Linked DNA regions of Oncorhynchus mykiss: region 2 is linked to region 1. Evidence: chromatin contacts called from public Hi-C data. All regions are on one chromosome and are shown on one strand. The core of a region is the stretch at or near the end of the contact, and the rest is flanking DNA. Distances in the headings are between cores, read along the strand shown.

Region 1 (2,700 bases), core at 14-2,513:
ATAAAGGGCTGTGATTAATTAAAGCACATGAGCAACAACCACAGAACAATGAATGCCAAGTTCCAGTAATATATCATTGACGAGTATGTAACGTGACAAGAGCAGGGGGTGGTTTGACAGTTCACACATGTGATCCCCTTTCCATTTGGTTTTCATTCCAACCACCACCCCTCACTCACTCACTAATCAACAATGAACGACAGACAATCTGTCTGCAGTGTGTGTGATGACCTCAGTGTCTGTGGCCGGCGATTATTGTATTTAGAACATGACCATGCGGTACATTCCTATGCAGTAATTTCAGCGATAATTATTTACCTCCCAGGCGGTTGTCATCGTAGACAGCTAATGTCTGGAACAGCTGCGCTCGGCTTTTGAGGTGCCACATATATGGGCGCACAGGTACACTGGTTGACTGGTAGCCAAATGCATTAGGGCGTGCTGTTGTGTTCTGGCACAGCCCTCAAACTACTTGAATTACAGATGGTGTAATCGTGTTGTATCACTCACCAGCTGTCTTGATCTTCATGAAGACAATCCATGTCTTCGAGATCGAGGATTTCTACTTCATCCAATATAGAAGTTTCCCCTTCATCCATAAAACCCAGTGTTTCCCCTGCGTCAGTAAAATAGGAATTGGTGCCAGTGAAAGAGGTGGCAGCCGATGCCCCCTCGCCCTCATATGCTCTCCTGAAACTGATGCCATCATATGACAGTCTGGGACTCAAACAACGGGAGTTTTCCAAAATCCCTCCATAGCCAGTTCCGCCGAACCCCACCCCAGGGAAGCCGGCCAGCCCCGCCGCTGAGGCGGCTGATAAACGAGAGTCGTATCCTGCACTATGGGGTCTATGGTTCCCTGACACTGCTCCAGACGAAGACCGACTACGGAGCTGCTCGTTTTGTTGTTCGAGTTTCTTTACCAAGTCCTGTAGTTTCCGCACCTCTAAGTCCGCGTTGATGTTTGAGTTTATATCCTCCATAGCTAACGTTGGTTAGCGCCACCACCAGCAACACAAAATAAAAATGCCGCTGCTTGTGGTCTTTTGTTTCCTCTTTTTCGCTGGTGGTCACGATATGTTAGTCACCCTAAGCAATATTTAGGTGTTTACTGAAGACACTTTGGTGTTCAAATAAGTTATTGGGCTCATCGTCGTCGTCGTCATCTTCTCCAAATATTCATACACACAGGCAGGGTTAAGGCCATTTTTGCTGTTCCCGTCGCCAACTCTGAAAGACCAACAGGCAAGGCAAGGCTACGTCATCACGTGAAACATCGGTAACGAGCACGTAACCAAGCTCGGGTTTACAGTATCGATAATGCCACACACTGTACTGAATGGAAAGTATTGTGTGAGCTAATATACAGTACAAGGAAAATATGGTGGTTTCAGCTAACTGCTGTTAAGTATCAGCTAAATTCTGCTAACACGTTGCTTATCAAAGGTCTAGATTTCAGATTTACTTTGCTCTCCAGAACCCAAGTCATTAAGGCATTCTGCCTTATCCCAAGGATTCTCAGCTGGAAGCACTGCTTACCGGTGGGACCATGTGAACTCCAATCCCCGACGCTCGTTTCAATAATCATTGCTTGCTATAAGGGTTTCGAAAACATATGGTACTTATTTTTCATATCAGTGAGAATTAAAATAAAAAATATATACTTACTGTATGTAGCAGGTTTACACAGCTATGTCTCCAGCCGAACAACAACACTACATTAGTCCCCTCCTCTACTCCCTGTTTACCCACGACTGTGCGGCCAAGCACGACTCCAACACCATCATTAAGTTTGCTGACGACATGTAGGCCTGATCATCAACAATGATGAGACAGCCTATAGGGAGGATGTCAGAGACCTGGCAGTATGGTGCCAGAACAACAATCTCTCCCTCAACGTGAGCAAGACAAAGGAGATGATCATGGACTACAGGAAAAGAGCGCAGAACGAGACTTTCAAGTTCCTTGGTGTCCACATCACAAACAAACTATCATGGTCCAAACATACCAAAAAAGTTGTGAAGAGTGCACTCCCCCCAGGAGACTGAAAAGACTTGGCATGGGTCCCCAGATCCTGAAAATGCTCTGCAGATGCACCATCGAGAGCATCCTGACCGGTTGCATCACCACCTGGTATGGCAACTGCTCGGCACCCGACCGTAAGGAGCTACAGAGGGTAGTGCTTACAGCCCAGTACATCACTGGGACCAAACTTCCTGCCATCCAGGACCTAAATACTAGGCGGTGTCAGGCCCAAAATATTGTCAAAAACTCCAGTCACCCAAGTCATAGACTGTTCTCTCTGCTACTGTATGGCAAGCGGTACCGGAGCATCAAGTCTAGGTCCAAAAGGCTCCTTAACACCTTCTACCCCCAAGTCATAAGACTGCTGAACAATTAATCAAATGGCTACCCGGACTATTTGCATTGACAAACCCTCACTTCCCTTGTTTATACACTGCTGCTACTCGCTGTGTATTATCTATGCATAGTCACTATACCCCTACCGACATGTACAAATTACCTCAACTAACCTGTACCCCTTTGGTTCCCAAGTGGTGCAGAGGTCTAAGGCACTGCATCTCAGTGCAAAAGAGGCAGTCCCTGGTTCGATTCCAGGCTGTATCACATCCGACTGTGATTGGGAGTCACGCAGGGCACAATTGGCCCAGTGTCATCCAGGGTAGGCTGTCATTGTAA
Region 2 (2,700 bases), core at 170-2,669, 150 kb before region 1:
AAAGCCAAAATAGGCTTGATCCAAGAATGTGGTAGGAGGTTGAGTATGGAGGGTGTGACACAATTGCAGAGCCTCCGGAGGCATACAGTGTCCATATTGAGTGCCGTACCACATCGCTGTGCTCCTCCAAAACTGTTTAAAAATGCGGCGGGCTCTGTATAGCTCTGCATTTACATGATTGGTTGACGGTAAGTGGGGGTGTGAGTTACTGAATAAACACCAACTTCCTTCACAACAGCTCTGCGAAGCATGAATGCCTTGACTTCTGCAGAGGCCGTAAATGCAGCTCAGCTTCAGAATGTTAGTGATCAATTCAGTGATACCTAGCCTTAACTCCATTTATAACGTCGGGGCCTGTCGAGTCGGATAGCAGAACTCTATTACGGATCCCTCTGCATCGTTACAACATTTGTGACGCACGGCGCAATGCAGTACGCAGCTGATTTGGCCTCTACAAGCATCCGGAGGCACCGCGGTTGCGTCAAATGCTTGGTATGGACCTTCCATTTCGCATTGCCAGAGCATAAATGGGCTTTCATGCTTCCAGAAACATATTGCAAGCAATGCGTGTTAATTTTTAGACAGAGCATCATGCTCTTAAAACTCCCTGTACAGAAGACGCCTTAGTCCAATGACTTACGTGTAATGAAACAGAGTCATGATTAGGGCTTGGGAATAGGGTGCTATTTGGAACACATCCTTATGTTGTAGTATGACTTACATCTGTACCAAAAGCTCTCTTGGTTGCATTCCCGAAACACTCTCTTCTCATCCTCCGTGGGAATGTAGGGTGCCCCAACTTGACTCTGTTATATAGGGTACAGAAATGTAGCAATTGTAATTAGCTAGATAACATATACATAGCAGATTAAACTCAACTCTGTCGTGTTCTACTTTTCCACTGCACTACATACGCCAGTCGTCTACTGTTAGTGAGTGGAGGGGTTGAAATGCGAACTTTAGCAAAATACTTTGCATCGCGTAGTAGCGTTATCGACGATAGTATTACTACAGTACTACTTGATTAACTTGCTAATTACTCATGTTTCAGTTAGCGACTATACAGTGTTGTTGTAGCTAGCTTGGGAAAACTGTTTGTTTGGCAAGCCATTTTACTTTAACTTGCAAGCTAATCCGCAGAACGCTAACTAGCGGTTAGCTAGCTACTGTTAGCTTGTTACTGTACCTGAGCCCCTTGTTGTTGTTGATCAGTGAATCCCATTGACGTTTGTGACATGACTAGAAAATAAATTGAAGTGAGGAGAAAAATTTGCTACACCATTATTTCGAGGTTATGTGCATGTGTAACAGGGGAAACAATTGAAACTTCAAAAATGACCTCCAAGCTCTCTGCCTCAAAGCAGGGAAGCTGTTGAAATCAGAAGGCGATTGCCTTACGCAAAACCTGAGTGTAGACGTCACGCGTAAAGAAGCGTGCCCAGTCTTCTTCTTCGGTGAGGTTTAACGGCGGTTGACATCCAATAAATGTTGCATTACTGCCACCTACTAGACTGGAGTATACTTCCCTTATGCATTGCTTGAAAATAAATAAATAAATAATTCAAATAAATAAACAAATACTCTACCATCTAACACTACACACTCACCACCCAACTCCACTATTTAACTATATATAGTCCTATCTCAGTCCAATAGCCTGAAATGACTTGTTGGCCTATCCCTCTATACTGGTACAGATCTACTACTCACACCACTCCTCTCAGGATCCCTCCCCCTTGACCCATCTTCCTCTACTTTCTTCACTGCCTCAGCATACGACAACTTCTGTGCTACTCTAACCCTGGAAACCTCCACCTGCCTCTCTCACACTGGACATTTCTGATCCCCAGCCCCATGGGCACCCGTTTAATTAACACATACCACTACTTTCCCCAATGTTACACATTCCTTTGTCTCATGCCCTTCTGCACACTTCTAACACCTAGGAACCTCCTCCTACACACTGTTTCCACATGCTCATAAGCTTGACACCTGTAACAATGTAATGTATTCGGCACAAAAGTTCCTAGAGTATATAAGATATCCTGTAACATCACTTTGTCCAGCAACGGCTCAACATCAAAACACAAAAGAACACACAACAACTCTTACGCCATCCTGTCTAAGTCGCAACAAATGATGTGCATGACAAACACTGGGAATCTTCCCCTTCGGTTGGTCAACTTTCACATTTACCGCTACCATGTAATCACTCCTTTCAATGGTGCCCTTTTCTTGAGTGCAAAACAACTCGCATCTCTTGTCCCCATTTGTTTAATGTGCAGCGCCTGCACCCTCTGATCAGCAGAAACACAAACAATTATCACAAGACCACTTCTGGTTACCTTCACCGATTCCACAGCACCCAACTCTGTTTTCAACCACCCTGAAACCACAAATGGATAAGCCAAAAGGCAAGGGTCCACTTTTTTCCAAAAATGTCACTCCTACCATCACAGACTCATCTTTATCCTGACCCTCGGTGCAACCCTCGGCTCTGACAACTAGCACGCCCGGTCCAGACACAACAAAGCCTCAAGACCAACACTTGCTCCAGATTGAAATAGTTGGGCTCGTTTGAGCAAATCATTTGTCAAGTCGGTGACCAAAGCTTTTAAAGAGTCTTGCATTTTGAAAAAATCTGATTTTCACCTAGATGACCTTTACAAAAATCGTATGATTAAAGGTCCTAAAGTGTAA

Evidence for each region. A called contact is a pair of places that touch in the nucleus more often than the background predicts.
Region 2: a contact with region 1 is called in a Hi-C map of blood, with 4 times the contacts expected there. The contact joins the promoter of ociad1 here to the promoter of slain2 in region 1. A contact is called at or near these places in 2 of 3 Hi-C or Micro-C datasets (blood and liver).

The regions. Positions count from the first base shown.
Region 1 is chr5:73,805,516-73,808,215 of USDA_OmykA_1.1, reverse strand. slain2 (SLAIN motif-containing protein 2) reads right to left here and starts at 1,263. Exons shown (of 10, transcript XM_021604293.2): 1 at 511-1,263. The coding sequence starts at 983.
Region 2 is chr5:73,954,385-73,957,084 of USDA_OmykA_1.1, reverse strand. It overlaps ociad1 (OCIA domain-containing protein 1), which reads right to left and starts at 1,419. Exons shown (of 9, transcript XM_036978377.1): 1 at 1,187-1,419; 2 at 722-806. The coding sequence starts at 1,237.